Linked DNA regions of Sus scrofa: region 1 is linked to region 2. Evidence: chromatin contacts called from public HiChIP or PLAC-seq data. All regions are on one chromosome and are shown on one strand. The core of a region is the stretch at or near the end of the contact, and the rest is flanking DNA. Distances in the headings are between cores, read along the strand shown.

Region 1 (3,122 bases), core at 59-2,558, 150 kb after region 2:
ACGCCAGATCCGAGCCATGTCTGCGACCTACACGGCAGTTCATGGCAATGCGGATCCTTAACCCACTGAGCAAGGCCAGGGATCGAACCTGCAACCTCATTTCTGCTGTGCCATGACAGGAACTCCAAATTCTTTTATTTTTTTATTTATCCATTTTTTATTTACTTATTTATTTTTAGGGCTGCACCTGCAGCAGATGGAGGTTCCCAGGCTAGGGTAGCCAGGGATCAAACCCTTGTCTTCATTGGAGTTCCCGTCGTGGCGCAGTGGAAACAAATCTGACTAGGAACCATGAGCCATTCCTGGCCTCGCTCAGTGCTCAGTGGGTTAAGGATCCAGTGTTGCGGCGAGCTGTGGTGTAGGTCACAGAGGCGGCTGGGATCCCGAGTTGCTGTGGCTGTGGTGTAGGCTGGCAGCTATAGCTCCGATTTGACCCCTAGCCTGGGAACCTCCATATGCCACGGGAGCAGCCCTAAACAAAACAAAACAAAACAGCCCCCCCAAAACAAAAGAAACAAACCCATGTCCTTATGGATACTAGTTGGGTTCACTGCTGCTGAGCCACAATGGGAACTCCAAATAACTGAAATTAATTCCAGTAATAAATATCATAATTCTTTGATCTGATCTGGTTTAAAATGATGAGAAATTAAAGATAAATTCCCAATTCCTCCCACCCCAAACCTTGTACCATCAGTCGTCCCTCTCCATTCCTCCGTGGCCCCAGTCCTAGGCAGCCACCAGTCTTTGTGGCTTCCTACAGATTCGCCTGTCCTGGACCTCCGTGCAGAAAGCGTCGTGCGGTAGCTGGTCTTTAGGTGGGGCTTCCTTGGCTTAGCTTCATCCGTGTTGCGGTCTGTGTTGGTCCCACTCCGGTTATTGCTGAGTAATGTTCGGGAGGAAATCCACGGCCTCGGCTCTCATGTTTGCAGCCTGCCAAAACCGTTCCTGTTTTTCCGTCCTCTGGCCGCAGTTTCCTATGCATGCGGAGCCCGGATTCTCAGCCTCCTCCTTGTTCGCAGGATGGGCAAATAAACACCGAAAAAGCCGCTGAAGGAGATCGGCTCAGCCTTGTGGTTCTTCACCCTCTGAAGTTATAGCCCCTCTTGTTCGCGCTGCCGTAGCAGCTCTTCAATTGTTGTGTTTTATGCACTTCTCTTGTTTTCTGGAGGAAATGCTGTTCTACTGCCAGCTGTTGCTTCTCTCTTGGATTCAGAAATCTCAAAAAGGGGGGAAGGAGGAACCTTTTAATAAGTTAGTATGTACAGTCTCTCCTCCTGTAGCTGTCACGCCCTGACTGTGTGGCTTGTCGTGTGAGTCATTGCTGCTGTTACTCTAGATCTTTGGACCGAAATAGAAGGATTTCTGCTGTGTCCTAGGAGGAGCAAATATCCGTCATCAAGCATGGATTTTGCTCACATGTTTTTAGGGCTTGCCCCCTTCACAGTCAGACATTTATGGATTGAGGAGCTTGCCGCCCTGTGAGGACAGGATCATTATTACCCATTTTTCCTTTTGCCCCAGTGCTGTTCGTGTTCTGTCTTGACTTCCACTTACTTTGGCTGTAATTTGCTAATCTTTTGCTTATTTGCTAAGAAATATGGAAGGCATATGGAAGTTCCCAGGTTAGGGTTCAAATCGGAGCTAAAGCTGCTGGCCTACACCACAGCCACAGCAACGCGGGATCTGAGCCATGTCTGTGACCTACACCACAGCTCACGGCAACACCAGATCCCTAACCCACTGAGTGAGGCCAGGGATCAAACCTGCATCCTCATGGATACTGGTCCGATTCGTTTTCTGCTGTGCCACAACAGGAACTCCCCCCCCCTTTTTTTTAAATGAGAGATTTATTTACTGGGGGTGAGTCTCTGCACCAGCACAGAAGATGCAAAGTGATGCACTCGTGATGGAGTGCTCCCACAGCTCTGTATGTTACGGTATTTAGTTCTAACAACTGTGAGAGGTAGCCTCCGTTCTGAACTTAGTTTAATTGATGAGAAAACCAAGTCAGAGAGAGGTTAAAAAGAGCCGCCCCAGTTGCATATCGAGTGTGTGGCAGAGTTGGGATTCAAGGGATATTGGAAGTACACTGAATGGACGACATCCGGCTTTCAGTTTTAACGGAGTGGAAACGATGAAGCGATTTGGGCTTTAGAGTCACGTGTGGCTTTGACTTTTACAGGCCGATCTTATCCCAGATTCTTTACCTCTGTGAGCCGGTTTCCTTTGTCTGGAAAATGGTGCTGCCAGTGATTATCGCCAAGTTTATTAGGGGATTAATTTTTTAAGCCATGTGGAGGCCCTGGTACCGTGTTGGCCAGTATCACGCGTGCTGGGGCAGTATACAGCCTAGTCAAGAACCGGTTGTCTCTCTCTCCTGCCTCGTGCTCTCTCTCTCTGGACCTTTCCCCTTTTCCCCCTAGTCTGTGGAAGTAGCCACTGTTGTATCATGCGTGCAGATGTGTTATGAAATGGAAGTGAGATTCACTCTTAAAGTTATTTTAACATTTTAAAAATGTTTTTTGTTGAGGGTAAACAAAAAACACATAGCAAAATTTACTGTCTTTGGCTCTAGACACCTAGTCTAGTTCAGTGGTGTTAAGTACATCCACATTGTCGGGAAATACAGATCTCCAGGATTTACCTTGCAGCCCGGAAACCCTGCACCCTCTCCCTTCTCCCCAGCTCCCGTCAGCTGCCGTTCTGCATTCTGCTCCTACGAGGGTGACTGTTTTAGATACTGCAAATAGCGGAGTCATCCTGTATTTGTGCTTGTTGCGCTTGGGTGAATCACAGGATTTCCTTCCTCTCAATGGCTGAGTGATACTCCACTGTAATGTGGTCACCTCACTTTAGTTATCCACTCAGCCGTCACTGAACACCTCTTGACTGCTGGGAAGAGCTGCTGTGAACATAGGCATACACATTTCTTCGAGACCCTGCTTCCAGTTCTTTTGGATGTGGAATTCCCAGAGTGGGATTGTTAGATCAGATGATGGGATGTTTTGAGGTGTGTCCAGAGTCTTCCGTAGCAGTCGCACCGTTTGACGTGCCCGCCAGTGCGGCTCGAGAGCTCCACTTCTCCTCATCTTTGCCAACACTCGTTATTTTCATATTTT
Region 2 (2,970 bases), core at 416-2,915:
GACCAACCAGACGACCACAGTAAACATGGGAAAGTTGGGGGGCGGGGGAGCCTGGCACTGGCCAAGCTCTCTCCGGGCTGCTGTGTGTCTGAAACATTCCCACTGGAGCCTGGGGTCCCCAGGTGGGGGGGCCACCACGCAGTGAGTGGATCCCCTGGGACGGGACAAGACAGATCCCATCAGGCTTCCTGGGCCCTCCGCGCAGAGGCTCAGCCAGCCCCCCGTCCGCCCCAGCCAGGGAGCTGGCAGAGCCCACCCCCCGCTGGTGGACTTGCCCTCGAGGGCCTGCCTCCCACGACCCGCGCGCGTCCTCGTACCGACGGTCAGCGCCTCAAAGAGCCGGTGGATGACGCCGGTGTCCTTCACAACGCCGGACTCCTGGACCCTCTTCACGAAGTCGTCCAGCTGCAGGTGCGTCTTGGGCAGCTCGAAGTTCTTGACGCGGTCGTCGGCCTTGGGGGCGTCCACGGGCTTGTCCATGACCTCGCTGATGAGCCTGCGCAGCTCGGGCATCCGCTCGGCCTGCGTGCGCTCGGGGCCCGACAGTGACTCCACGGTCCTCTGGACGAGGTCGGCGGGGAAGATGTGCACGTCCGTCTTGTAGAGGCTCTGGAAGTCCAGGAGGGCGCCCAGCAGCCGGCCCTGCATCAGCTGCACGAGGCCGCGCAGGTAGAAGTACCTGGCCAGCAGCACCGAGTTCTCGGGCGCCAGCGAGACCATGGCCTTGCTCAGCTGGGCGACACAGTCCTCGTAGAACACCTGCACGCACTGGGCCAGCAGCGGGAAGTGGACTTCCGGGATCTTGAAGGTGTAGGTGGGCTGGAGGGCCAGGCTCACAGCTGAGGGACAGGAGAGGAGCGGTCGGCACAGACCCCACCTGAGCAGCCCGCCCGGCCCGTCTCCCCGGCCAGCGTCCCCGCGCCTGGCGCAGCGTGAGGGAGGAACCTGTGCGTCTCTTCTGGAAGACTCCCCGCACCCCCTCGCGGCCCCCACGGCACCCTGAGAATGCCGAATCACGTCGTTTGCTAAAACTGGCGATGCCAAGTTGGAACACGTGGCAGTGGGTCTTTACTGGAGGCTTGAGCTACCACCTTAGGCCGAGAGGTGCCTGCCAGGCAACGGCTGTCTCGTTCGCCTCAAGAGCAACCCATACAATGGGTGCTGTCACCGCGCCCATCTCACAGATGTGGGGGGGACTGAGGCTTCCACTCGTCCCCGTACACAGCTACTGTGCCCACACTTAACCAGGTGGTCACACCAATGCCTTCAACACATGTCATGAGCAGCTCCCAGGCTGCTCACCGCAGAGGGGTGGGGTCTCAGCCACGAAGCCCCTTGAGGAGGAGGACGGAGCCTTGGGGAGACAGCCGGGGAGCTCCAGGTGAAGGGTCAGAGGGCAGAGAGCTGAGCGCATCCCCAGAGTGAGTGGGCAGAAGGGAAGTGTAAGCCCAGACAGGTGGAGCCACCTGCCCAGGGTCACACAGCTGGGAAGCAGAGGTGCAGGGGCCTCAGGGGTCCTTCAGGTCTTTTCGTTCGAACACGGGGAGGGGGTGTTCCTCATTCAGCCTCCAGCTCTTCCAGGAACACACGGGCCACCAACTGGTAGCTGGTGCCTCAGCCCCAGGCAGCGGCCACCAGGGGGCCCAGGCGGCTCACAGCACCTGGCCTCGCCCGTTCTCCCGCCCACTGTGGCCCGAGGGGGACTCCACCCTGGGACCGCACAGAGGGCAGTGCATCTAAGCAACGGATGTCACATGTGACTCGCTTTGCTGCAGCTCACACGGAAATGAGACGTGGCTCACAGACATCCAACGAGCTCTACAGTAACTTAATGCCAAGCAGACTCTGAGCTGACCTTCGGGGCTTGCTTTGCTTCAGAGACGCAGCTGCTACCTCGCATCACACGTCCCTCCCCTGGGAGGTGCCTCCCCGGAGACCACGGTCGGGCCCCTCCAGTCACACAGCCACTGCCCGTCACGGGCCCTGACCTCGCGCCCTTCGTGTCAGGACACAGGACACCTCCGCTGATTCCCTGACGTTACCTCTTTCTCTTTATCGCCTGCCTTCCTCCCAGGAGTGCCAGCTCCGCAAGGGAGCGGGCACTGGCCTCCTTTGTACCCAGGCATCTAGGAAGAGCCTGGCAATCACTGGGGGCTTAGCAGTTGTGATCCCATTAGACACTGACCTAGGTAACCACGCGCTTCCTGTGTACACACAGGTGTACGTGCACAGACACCCAGCATCTACGAAGACACTGAAACCACGGCCGTGGTTGTCTTTAGCAGGGAGACGGGGTGGGGGGTGGGGGGGGAATGCAGATAAGAAACCATGCTATAACGAACACGGTTTACAAAATGAATGTTCTAAAAATGCTTCGAATAATTAAACTGCTGGGGGGAAAAGCCCCATTCCATTCAACTGAAAGAAGCTGCAGTTTCATTGAACGACTTGCCGTGTCAGGACCACGCGCCCGACAAAAGCCACAGAAGGGGAGCAGCTGCACCACCTGCATGGCTGCCGCCGCCATCCGCGGTGTGTATTTTCCGAAGCGACGAGTTGCGGGGCAGCAGCTCGGGCACCGCGATGACCTGCAGGTCGGGCATGCTGACCACCTTGCGCCGGGGGGCCGCCTGCAGCAGCGTGGACTTCCGGCTGGCCATCTTCTCGATGGTGGGTCTGCGCGGACTCAGAAGCGTCCCGTTTATCCTGGGCAGAGAAAAACCACCACTTCAGAGCTATGACGGAGACTGAGGAGCAGGTCCGGCTGGGCACTGCCCAGCGCACTGCCAGCATGCCACGTTCCTGTGCCGGGTGAGAAACAGCAGGGCCAGGGCTGCCCCCCACCCCCGCTGCCACATGTGGTTGTGGCGGGAGAGGCCTGTCTGCAGCCAGGAGAGGCCACGACACACACAACACACCAGGCTCGTCGACAGAGGCTGCATGGGTGAGGGTTTCTGGGCAGCGTGGAGG

What was found. HiChIP or PLAC-seq counts read pairs in DNA pulled down with a chosen protein or histone mark.
Region 1: a contact with region 2 is called in an H3K27ac HiChIP or PLAC-seq map of alveolar macrophages. The contact joins two enhancer-like sites. A contact is called at or near these places in 2 of 2 datasets of contacts at active chromatin or transcription factors (alveolar macrophages and skeletal muscle).

What each region holds. Positions count from the first base shown.
Region 1 is chr4:2,701,398-2,704,519 of Sscrofa11.1, forward strand. The region is part of intron 2 of PTK2 (focal adhesion kinase 1); the gene reads left to right. Among named protein-coding and RNA genes, the nearest start is that of PTK2, 46 kb to the left of the region's middle. Within about 2 kb of position 1,309, at least 28 of the 83 cell types and tissues checked have an H3K27ac peak or open chromatin away from gene starts, as enhancers often do. A contact at or near this core is called in alveolar macrophages, where this site is marked.
Region 2 is chr4:2,551,881-2,554,850 of Sscrofa11.1, forward strand. DENND3 (DENN domain-containing protein 3) reads right to left here. Exons shown (of 23, transcript XM_021088792.1): 12 at 2,507-2,706; 13 at 318-839. Among named protein-coding and RNA genes, the nearest start is that of DENND3, 25 kb to the right of the region's middle. Within about 2 kb of position 1,666, at least 11 of the 83 cell types and tissues checked have an H3K27ac peak or open chromatin away from gene starts, as enhancers often do. A contact at or near this core is called in alveolar macrophages, where this site is marked.